2 separate regions of the Rattus norvegicus genome follow, and region 1 is linked to region 2. Evidence: chromatin contacts called from public Hi-C data. All regions are on one chromosome and are shown on one strand. The core of a region is the stretch at or near the end of the contact, and the rest is flanking DNA. Distances in the headings are between cores, read along the strand shown. Region 1 holds the start of Znrf2 (zinc and ring finger 2). Region 2 has its middle 25 kb from the start of Mturn.

Region 1 (5,659 bases), core at 1,878-4,377, 120 kb before region 2:
CAAAAACCTCACTCTATTTGGCAACTCATTGCGATAGAGAAGCTTCCAATCTACTGGCTATACTCCTAAGAGTAGAGCGTTTGAAGAGGGGCGGTTTAGGTCCTCTCTTTCAACACATAGCAGTAAGCATCCACACAGACCTGTACTCTGGGGTGTTCTGTAGCATACTTTCTGGTTAAGAAACAACACACACATTGATGCTTTATACAGTTACAATAAGTGTGTTCCCTTAACTTAGAAATATCCTTTCTCTCAATTTTTCAGTTGGAGTCCATTAGGTATGCCCTAACGATTCATAACTCAATAAACACTGCATACTCTAAACCTTTAACTGTAACAATAAATGTACTGGTATAAAACATAATAAAATGAAGTTAATGTAAAGAATCAAGTCTAATGACTGAAGACAGCAGCACATCTAACTCCCTCCATCTTGGAATGATTAGAAACATGCTCCGATGAGTTTTTCTCATGACCCCACCCACTGACATACACATACAAGCCTCATTAAGAAAAGCCACTAAGGATAGCTTTCACTGTTTGCATCAACAAGTATTTCAGGTCACCACTATTTTGACCCCTTCTCAAGCAAGGTCATGTCTGATCCCCTTCAGGCCTTTGTCAACCGAACTTTCTCACACAAACGAGTGATTATTTTTCTTAAATGATATAAGTCTATAATAGTTCCTAATAACTGGAGGAAAAAGGTGAAACCATTCCACACAACTGACGACTTTAAAACTCAACCTCAGCAGAGAATTGGAGGAGCAAAGCTCCCCCACCCGCAGTGTCACTATCTTGCTACCAAACCTATCTTCCTAACACAAGACTCCTAAAGAACTACCTGCTAGGTAAGCAAATCTAAGAATTGGCTTAAACAAACAAACAAAAAAAAAAAAAAAAAAAAAGAACAAACGAACGAACTTGCATTCCAAGGCTTGGCAAATAGATCAGGAAGGCCAGTTAGCTGCCCTGCTCCAAACAGTTACTTTAACAAAATAAAAACCTACATACTGATGACTCTTATCAAAGAGAATTGTCAGTCCTGAGAAAAACTGAATAAAAGTAGTATTCAGTACATAAAATATTAACTTCAAAATACTCTTCGTAGTCCCTTTTCTGGTTCATATGTACTCTACAATTCTTAGGAAACTACAGATCCTCAAATCACAGTAAGGACATATTCTTTTTCTCAAAAACAGTATTTTTTTTTAAAAAAGATGCTTCACCCTTCAAAACATTGCTGTAATTATTGACACTGCAACACTTACCATAAAGTAAGTTATTTGAGTGCCGGACTAGGTGTTAGGCTTAGTGGTAAAGAGCTTGCCGTACAAGCTCAGTAACTTAAGAGTCCCAGAACCTCACAAATAAAACAAACAAAGCCACCTCAAAAATAATGTGGCTAAAAGCTAAGTACTTTCGTACCAATCGTGCAAAATATCACTATCTAAGATGGTAGAAACTAAACATCACATTCTCACGAACTAACACTAGATTCTGATTGCTTTAGTACACAAATCAGTAAAGACTCTGCTTAATCAATTTCTTAGAGTTTTCAAACACATGAAATAAAACGGTCTTAAAAATCGAAGGGATGGGGGCTGGGGATTTAGCTCAGTGGTAGAGCGCTTACCTAGGAAGCGCAAGGCGCTGGGTTCGGTCCCCAGCTCCGAAAAAAAAAAAAAGAACCAAAAAAAAAAAAAAAAAAAAAAACGAAGGGATGATGTTTACATCATTCTGTGCTTTAAGTATGAATGTATAATACCAGACACATAACAAAAGGAGGTGGCAATGTGCGGCGGAGTTCACATTTTCACGATCAACTGCACCCTTTCTCCAGTTTCAAACATAAAAGCACATCACTGACCTCTAAATTGTCCCTTAATTCTAGTCAACACCACTCTTCGCAGGACCTAGTCCAATTACTGCCTCTGTAGGTAGAGCTGTGATCACTATAAAGATTATCTCTTTAAATAACTGTTCTTGAACTTTTCCACAATCTGCTTCAAAGCAGCAGTGACATTAGCCACAACTGTAAAAGTAGCAGTTTCCTGGGGATGAAGCAACACTTTGCATTAACACATACACCCAGAAAACAAGTATCCAGTTAAGTAGGTAGGGCTATTTACAGAGACGCAAGGATCGCAGTTTTGTTAGGAGTCGATCCAACGGAGAGATAACTTCCTTTTTTCACTCAAACATCCAAGTGAGTCCCTTCTGGCTTTGGGCCTTTAAAATTGCTCGCCCTTCAGCTCCAGGGCAGAACTGCACTCAGCCACTGATCTCCCCTGACTTCCTGGTACTAAAAGCTACAACCACGAGGTTGTTTCGTCAGTTTGTTTTAAAACAATACTTGCTCCATTCACCGCGTTGCAAGGGGCGGGGGGGTACGGGGTGCGCTTCCCCAGCTGGGGAGCGGCTGCCAGGGCAGGGGGCCGTACCTCCAAACAAGTGCGGGGAGAGGTGGGCCGGGAGCGAGCCGATCACCAGACGCGGCCCGCCAGGGCCCCCGCCCGCTGGCCGGTCCCGGTCCCTAGAGCCGACACCGTCCTCTGGGCTGCTGTGCACCGAGTCCTGTGAGCCGTACGGGCCACCGCTGCCGCCGCCACTGCTGGGAATGCTGAAGGCCGACTGTGCCGCGCGGCCGCTCGCCGCGCTGCCCACCGCCCCACCGAGCGAGCGGCTACGGGGCGCTGCCGGGGCCGAGGCCGCCGCTGCTGCCGCTGCCGCCGCCGCAGCAGCAGCAGCCGCCGCCGTGCTGGCCGAGGCGCTGGGCTGCTGCGCGCCGGGGACAGGGGCCGCGAACCGAGCCGCCCGAGCGCCGTCCGCCCCGCCGCCGCCGCTGGTCCCGGAGGGCAGGTCCGAGCCCGAGTAGGCGCGGGTGCGGCCGTTGGCGGCGGGGCCGCTCTGCTTGGCGCCCATGTCCGCGCCGCCCCGGGCCGCGAGCGAGCGAACGAGCGAGCGAGGCAGGACACAGCTCGCGGCTGGTGCTCAGGTAGCCGTACGGACGCGGTCGCTGCCGGGCCGCCGCGACGGGCCGCTACCGCTTGCTACCGCGCTCCGCGGCCTCCGCACCGCCTCCTCCCGGGCGGCCGCTGCCACCGCCGCCATCCTCCGGCTCCCCGGCGGCTCGGAAAGTGGGAGGCGCCCGGCCGGATTGGGGGCCGCCTCCCTGCGCGCCAGCCGCTCGCAACGGGAAAGAGGAACGGGCGGCGCGTGCCCCGGCAACCGTCGCCTCGCGGTCGGCACTGGAGGAGCGGTGGCCGAGTAGAGGCAAAGCGCAGAGATTGGGTCCCGCTGTCCTGACTCTGCCCTACAACCAGGCCTGCCCGCCCAGGCCCCGCCCAGTATGTGGTGATGGACAGACAGGTGGCTCCGCCCCCTAGGCGAGACTCCGGCCACCAATCAGAAGGCGGCCCCTCCTCCCGCACGTGGCCTGTGGACGCTAGAGAAAAGCAAGTGCACCTTTTCCTGGCTGGAGCGTTCGTGGCTGTTCCCTGTGACTGGAGCTTTTGGGTGGGTAGATATGACCTTCGTTGGTATTGTTTACACTGGTTAGGCAAGCAAACAAACAAACAAAAAAACCCCACAATCTCAGCAATGAAGACGATTTAAAGCAAACAAAAAACAATACCAGAGCACAGGAAAGCTGAAGCCAACTTAGAATTATCCTGGGGGAAAAGAAGAGCACAAAATTGGAAGAATGAATGATAATCCCGCTTGACCTTCAAGGGTAGAGCAAAAACTCAGGTGCAGAGACTTCTGCCTGAGACCCAGCCTTCAGGCCCAACACCAAACCAAATTATGCAGACCTAAATTACTTTACCTTTTTGGACTTTAGCGTCATTGCCCAGAATGTTTGGATTAAATCTGCAGAGCAATAGCTGCTTTAAAATCTTGTGGTTTTTCTAAATGGAATTCTAACCACCTTCGTGTATATGGTGCTTGGACTAGCAGGCTCTGACCCTCCCATTTGGAGGGTGCTGGTAGCATTGTCTATGTGCAAGTGTGTTTGTACAAACTGCAGAAATGCATTGTCACAGTTTTTCCCTTTTGTATTTGCGGTGAGTCATTTATGTAGTGATTTTAGACATTCTTTCAAAAGATAAGGGAATGGAGGGTGTGTGTGTGTGTGTGTGTGTGTGTGTGTGTGTGTGTGTGTGTGTGTAAGTGTGTAAATGTTTTGCCTGCATGTAAGTTCCCCACGTGTGCCTGGGGAGATCGAAGATCAAAAGAAGGTATTAAATCCCTTGGAACTGTAGTTATGATTAAATGTCACCTGGGTGTGCTAGGAATCAAACCCAGTTCCTTTGCAAGAGCAGCAGGTGTTCTTAACTGCCGAGCCATCCGCTTCAGCCACAAGTTAGGTTTTTTAATTAGGAGAAATGAGGCCTTATGAACAGGCTTCCTGTAGTAGTTCTCAGCTTCTGGAGAGACTGAATCACAAGGACCACTTGAACCTTAATTCAAAATCAGCTAAGAAACACCAAAAATAAATAAATAAATAAATAAATAAATAAATAAATAAATAAATAAATAAATAAAAAAGCAGCCCCAATAAGGAGAAAAGGGAGAGAGGAAGAAGAGAAGAAAAAGAGGAAGCAGGAAGAAGAGTAGGAGGAGGAGAAGGAGGAGGAGGAGAAAAAGAAGAAATGTAGTTTTACATATATATGTTTTTATATATACATAGCACATGATATATAACTACTCTGAGCTTTTATATAAAATATCTTGTATTACATCATGTGGTTAATGTCTTTTCCCTGCACATGTTACCAGTCACCCCATTCCCAGAGCTGAAGACAGTGCTATGTGACAATGGCCTCATAGTCATGGTACTCATTAGACATCCAACAGTCTATGGCAGTATAGCAGCTTTTCAGTGAATGTGTACATTCATGTTTTCCTGTCACATCAAAATTACTTTTTTTAAAAAAAATGTTTTTTACATATTTATTTGTGTTACCTATGTATGTGACTACATCATGCTGTGGCCTTCGTGTGGTGTCAGAGGACAACTCGCAGGAGTTCTTTCCTTCTACCATGTGGGTTCTGGGTGATTAGTGCCTTTACTTGCTTGAGCCACCTGTCTGGCCCTAAAAGGATCCTTGACAGCCACTCATCACTTGCATTACTACTCTTTGACAGCAGTAGTATAGAGGGGACTCTTCTCTGTTCTTTCCTTGGTCTGCTTCTCTGAACCTTCTCCCCTCTCTCCAGATAGTGACCCTCCTGAAGACTGTGTTTCATTGCCAGGTGGCTGGGACTTCACTTACAATCTGTAGCTTCCTCACACCCCACCAGTTCTTCACACGTAAGAAACTTGTTCTTAATGTTCCTTAAGAAAGTGTTCTTCCTCTGGTACCTCCATTGGGTCTTTAATGGGAAGCCAATCAGGAGAAGATTGTAAGTACACACCAGAGTAGTATGGTCAAACTGGGGTTAGACCTTGATTCTATTCAATGCTGGCTTTGGGTTTGGGGACAAGCCAAGCCCTTTGCCTTAGCTAAACCTGTTTCTTATAAAACGTATAAAACGTATGTGACCATAAAGCCAGTCTCAGAGAAGCTGAGAGTCTCAGAGGATCCACTGTCTATTTGAAAATACTTGGAAATCTGTTGTCCTACCTGTCATGGGATAATAATATGCATATTTT
Region 2 (6,154 bases), core at 2,842-5,341:
TGTTAACCCTTCCTTAAAAGTTCAGTAGAATTCAGAAGTGGCTCTATCTAGTCCTGGGTTTCTCTCTGTGGGTAGACTTTTCATTTCTGTAACACCCTCCTTGTTTTTATGAAGATGTTTAAGTTTATCTTGTTGATATGGCCTAAGATTTAATCCATCTCTTATCTAGTTTAAAATAGAAGTTTAACAAATATTTCCTTATTAGGAAATATATTCTCTCATTTCACTGGAATTGGTTGTAAATTCCCGGTTCAGTCCCTAATTTTACTCATTTGGGCCATTCCTTTCTTTTGGTTAGTTTAACCTATGAACTTTGTATCCGATTTGCTTTTCCAAAGAAGTACCTTTTTGTTCCATTGTTTCTATTTACTCTTAGTTTAGTATCAATTTTATTGATTTTTACTCTGCTCATCATGCCTGTGGCTTTGGGGTTTAGCTTCTCCCCCCACCCCCACCTCTCTCAGGTGTGGCTTTGTTGGAGGAAGAGAGTCACTAGGGGAAGAGGTTTGAGGTCTCAGAAACCTCTATCCAGAGTCAGTGGAACACTGTCTCTTCCTGCTGCCCAGGATTGAGATGTAGAACTTTCAGCTCCTTCTTCTCCAGCACCTATCTGCCCCATCACATTGATTCTCGCCATGGTGATAATGGATTGAAACTCTGAACTATAAGCCAGCCCCAATTAAATGTTTTTTAAAGAGTTTCCTTGGTCATGGTGTCTCTTCACAGCAAGAGAAAGCCTAACTAAGACACAGAAGAATCGCCCAGAAGCGTGGGGGCCAGCTAGCCTGCATTATGCAGCGTAGCAGAAACAAGAGAGGTTTTGGTTAAGGAAGTAGAAGGAAAACAGACTCCTGAAAGCTGCCCTCTGATCTTCACACATGTGTCCCTGCACTCATCCACATGCGAATAGTAAATAAAATTGACTTTAATATTATATCAAGTATGAAAGGGGAGAAACATCATATTAACCAAAAATACTGCTAGACATATAGTTAGAAGAAAAAGGGGGGAAGTTAAGGAGGAAGACTCCCAGGGGCGCGTGTCTAGGAAGGGATGGGGGAGGCAGAGCTAGAAGCAGCTTTTCTGTGTCTAAAATCTTGGAGATGTCCAGTTGTATGCATGGTGGGGGGGCACTTTTGAACTCATCTTTCCTCAAGTTTGTGCTGGTGTTGAGACAGGATTGGCAGGTGCCTGACATCCACTGGAGCTATCTTCACTTGAATAGCTTCCCTTCTTTGAATACCAGGGCCTCTGTGGACTGAGTGAATTTTCTCACTGAAAAGATTTCCCAAATCATGCCTGCAAGGGTGTCTGATGCTCAGCTGGGAGTGTCCTAAGTGTATTCAGAGCGCAGTAAGCAACCACAATCCTGAGATCTGTCCAGGCAGAGCATGTGTCTTCATGTTTTCATGATCTCTTAAGTAATGCTCACCCTGCTGGGGGATGCACTTACATTTCTGGCTGTATAGCTGCGACAGGCAGACAGCCCTGGCTACTAATCACACACTAGATCTATCAGACTCTAGGCTACCACTGGGGCCAGGGCTGTGCACATCATTACTGTCTGAGGCAAGCCTCCTGCTGCCTGAATATCTCAGCTTGTCCGCTTCCTGCCATTCTCCACAGCTGCCGCTAGAGCTGGCTTCCTCTGGGGCTGAGGGAGGATAAACTGAGGCACACTGCTCTATGGCTATTCCCCATTTTCAGGCTCAGCTTTAGACAACGGTTCCCTCACTAGTTGGTACCCAGGCACCGTCTTCTATTTCATGATGTGACAGAACGGGATTCCTCCCACTCTGTGGAGGAATCATTCTCGTCTGTGCCTGCAACTGGACGTGAGTCTTCGAGGGTGTAGCTCTGTCCTGAGCATGCTTGCGCTCCCCTGTGGAGGAGCAGCCCCCTGTACCCGTACCCTGTCCAGTGCTCCAGAGAGCAGTGAAGCTGGAACTGGGCCCGGCTTGGTGCCATGTCCTCTGTCTTTTTCTCAGCTATTCAGTCACCTGGCATGGTGACACTGCCTTTAATCCCAGCGCTCTGGCTGGGAGGCAGAGGCAGGTAGATCTCTGTGAGTTTCAGGTCAGCCTGGTCTACAAAGTGAGTTCTGGGGTAGTCAGGGTTACAAAGAGAAACTATGTCTCAGGAGGGAAAAATCCTAATGAACAAAAAGGTCATTTTCATATAGGAATTTTTCTTTGTGCAAGTACAATGTGAAAACTAAGGGCACTTAGAGATAGGAAAGACATGTTTTGGAAAGTATTGGTCTGCACTAAAACAATGGACCTTGAATTACAGTTGTCCCTTGGGACTTGCGGTGGGTGGTTCAGAATGCCTGGGAAATAGCAAACCTTCAGGTGCCTATTAGCATAGAAGCTGTGAGCTTGTTCCCATGTGTCTGAGAACATCTCTACTTATAATGCCTTCTACCATACAAATACTATAATACAGCTGACATATTGTATCCTTTAGGGAGTAATGACAAGAAACCGTCTGTTATATACTCAGCTTACATGCCAGCCTATTTCTCCCTGAATGTTTGATGGAGAAACCCCAGCCATGAGGCCCATTGTCTGAAGTCTCCGTCTGGCAAGGTGGGTGCAAAGGGGATGGAGAAAGGGTGATTCTGGTGTGAAAGCTAGACCCAAGGCTAACTTTCCCAGGGACGTACCTGATCAGGTGAGTACTGTGTCCCAGTGTTGTTGCAGAGCCAGGGGGAGGGTCACTGAATGTCCTGTCATTTCCAGTCACTAGGGTTCCAGTTCTGATTTCAGCAAGCACTCAATTCACTCTTATGGGTGGCCTGTGCTAAAGTTGATTCTCTGTGACTGTTTTTTCTTTTTTAAGAACTATTCAGTACTAGGTACCGGGCTTAGGGCCTCCTGTGTGCTAGGCAACTGATACCCACAGAGCTACATACATACTGGTGTGCATGTGTGTGTATGTACATATGCGCGCGCGCACACACACACACACACACACACACACACACACACACACACACACCAATCTTTGACTTAGGGTTTCACTAAGTTGTCCAAGTTGGTTCTGAACTCATTACTCATTGTAGAGCCCAGTGTGGCCTTGAGTTGCGATCCTCCTGCCTCAGCCCCCTAAGCAGTGGAGATTTATAGGCATATCTACCATGCCTAGCACGTTTCTGATTTTAGGATCTGTTACAGTCCCAGTTAAGTGTCCCTTTAACCTTTCTGAGTAGAGGAAACTAAGATCTAAAAGACCAAATTTCTGTGGGAATTCAGAGTCAAAACTAGAGAAGAAATCTTTCTTTGCAACTTTGTGATACAATCTCCTCAAGAAACCCAGCCCTCTTTATGGTACTAAGAATATTCCTGTCTCCATGGCTCTCTGTGCACCATCTCAGGAGCCAGACTAACATTGCTGGGGGTTTAGCACATTCTCCATAGCCATTAAACAGGAAGTCCTTGGCCCCAGAGGAAAGAAAAGCAGATTTGAGCTCAACAGTCTTTCTGGGTATCAGCAGCACTGAACCTCTCATGCCGCCATGCATGCAGGTGACAAGAAGGTGGTTTGAAATGGTGTCCTAACCACTGCCTATGAATGAGGCTTAAAATGACAAATGTGTGCTCCTGTCACTGTGGAAGCAAGGTGCTAGAAGACCTGCTGGACTACACCTGGGTGAGGCTGGTCACTCCGTGAGGTCAGACAGGTGAGTGCTAAATTCCACTGAACCTGACCAAGGACAGAGGTTTTTTTTTCCTGCTTCTGTACTTTGTCTGACTGAGGGGTTAGATCTCTGCTGCCCAGATTTTCAGGGGATTTAGAGTTAAAGTCCATCATCAAGAGCAAAGGCACATTAAAGCACTGGCATGTCCTGGGGAAGGACTATGAGGAAGATCGAGAGGAAGGCAAGCAGGCTCTTTTCTCAGCCTTGACCGGGTCTAAGCACCAGCTTCAATGCCCTTCCTTACAGCTGCTTGCTTGTCTGTGCCAGGGTCTGGATATTGGAAACTTTATTCATTTTTCTGGTGTCCAGCAGCAGGCTAATCTGGTCAAGGGCAAGGCAGAGGTGAAACACTGTCAACATTCCATTCCGTGCTCAGGCCCTGAGAGGCTGATGAAAAGCGCCCTCTGTTTCCTCATCTTGAAAAAAACAGTAGACAGACAGACAGACAGACGGACATACCTACCTATCCAAAAACTAGTGAGAAAAGGAACAAAGTTAAAAGGAACCTAGGCTGTAACAGCTGTCACAGATCAAGTGTCCAAGGCCAGGCTGTGCTCGCTCTCTCTCTCTCTCTCTCTCTCTCTCTCTCTCTCTCTCTCTCTCCCTCTCTCTTAACAGAAACAAAAATGGTTTAGTATGTAATAGGCAGATACAGCTAGAGTTTACTCACTTAGCACTGTTTAATTCATGAGAAAAAGGACTGGAAATTCACTAGGCTATTCTGGAACTATACCATGTAGCCTATACTCATTGGGACCAAAACCCCACCATTTTGAAATTTAATGAATCAAATCAGATTGCTAAGCTAAAGTGTTAAAACGTTATATTGGGGGGAGAATCTGGGGAATAGTTTGACATTTCCATCAACAGCTTTTCTCCATGTTTGTGTCCTGGGTGCATTCCAGTCCCTACCAAAGGGCCATCCATATTCAGTGACATTTGACTGTGGTGTAGGTTAAACAGACAACAGAAAAGGGGAAAAATGTTTTAATACTTTCCCTTCCTGTGGAAGCTTCTGGGGGGGACTCCAGACCCCCCTTTAGGACTGGGGCCATGTCCTGTGGAACCTGACACATCCCTGCCTAAAGTTCTGCGCCTTAGGCTTGGAGTCCTGGTGTGCAGCAGTTTGCAGTCACCCATTCCCATCTGACCCCTCCTCATCTGTCTCTCCGGCCGGCTCTAAGGACCTGACATAGGTTCTCCTCCAAGACCACTGACAGCAGCAGTTCCGTGTAGACACCATCATAGCAAATCTCGAGTGCTACCCGGCAGCAGAAAGAGTCCTGACCTGAGTCTGCCCAGTGTAACGTATAACCCAGCTGCTGCTCCAGCTGTCCCTCTGTCATTCACTGGACGGTTCGATACTTACCTGGGTGTGGGAGCTGCAAGGATAGACCAGAAAAGACAGGGCAGAAAATAACTGGAGTCAGAGATTAGCAGGCTGCTCTGAAGAATCACAGTTTCATGTCTTGTGCCCTCAGTGCCAACTGCCTTTTGCCCCACCCTGGTTGGTTGCTCCCCGAGGGATGTATGGCCTCAGCATTAGGAAGCCCTTTGTTTATACTGTGCTGACCTCTAGAGGCTTCCAATTAAAAGGCATCCCAGAGGATCCACTTCACTTTGGCATCGACATCCGCTTTGGGGTTGTTTCCCTAGAAAATAAAATGTTAGGTTCTTTTCACATTTCTTTTTTGGCTGCAAATCACAGCTTGCCCAGGTTTTTTTTTTGTTTGTTTGTTTGTTTTGTTTTGTTTTTTTTTTGGTTCTTGGTTTTAAAGCGGCACTGTTTTCTATTCCAAAAAGGGGAAAGATGGGTTAGAGATTCAGAGGGGCTTTGTGCCACTTATGGTATCAAAAGGAAAAGTGTCAGCTGGTTCTAGAAGCGTTTCAACCCTGCTTCCAAACTGCCAGATGGCTGAGCCTGACAAACGGAGGAATTTTTGGTTGACTAACTCAGCAGGACACTGGGCTAGACACCCAGCCCTGGGAGTCTCCAAATACTGGAGTGTGGGTTGTTTTTCCCGTGTTGTGAATCCACCCATGCGTGTGCAGCGCGCCCTGGGGGATATTGTGGTACCCACCCCACCTGCCTGACTTCACTATGGAAACCAGAGTGGTTACTATATCCCTAAGCAAGGAACACTATCCTTCCCTCTTGGCTGTAGTTTGAATCCTGCAATCTACTATAAGGAGAAGGGGTGTGTGGCAAGGCAGGAGGAAACCTCCAAGCATTTGAGCTAATATACAGCTGTGGATCTTCACTTGGGAAAGGGATCCTGAGAAAAGCATGACCATGCAGGTCACCATTGTTGCTTTATGGGACCTTGTAGCACTCCCTCCTCTACAGAGGGCTGTACAGGTGTTCTGCTGATGCTCCTCCCCCAAGGGAAATCAGAAACAAGGTCACTGGGCTTACTCTTACCCATGAGAAATCAAAAGAATGGTGTGTGTGTG

Evidence for each region. A called contact is a pair of places that touch in the nucleus more often than the background predicts.
Region 1: a contact with region 2 is called in a Hi-C map of liver, with 5 times the contacts expected there. The contact joins the promoter of Znrf2 here to the enhancer-like site in region 2. A contact is called at or near these places in 9 of 12 Hi-C or Micro-C datasets (the A7r5 cell line, the Rat2 cell line, Schwann cells and 5 more) and 1 of 1 datasets of contacts at active chromatin or transcription factors (oligodendrocytes).

Annotation. Positions count from the first base shown.
Region 1 is chr4:85,278,170-85,283,828 of GRCr8, reverse strand. Znrf2 (zinc and ring finger 2) reads right to left here and starts at 3,127. Exons shown (of 5, transcript NM_001108628.2): 1 at 2,445-3,127. The coding sequence starts at 2,925.
Region 2 is chr4:85,159,583-85,165,736 of GRCr8, reverse strand. No RefSeq gene overlaps it. Among named protein-coding and RNA genes, the nearest start is that of Mturn, 25 kb to the right of the region's middle. Within about 2 kb of position 4,091, at least 6 of the 93 cell types and tissues checked have an H3K27ac peak or open chromatin away from gene starts, as enhancers often do. A contact at or near this core is called in liver, where this site is marked.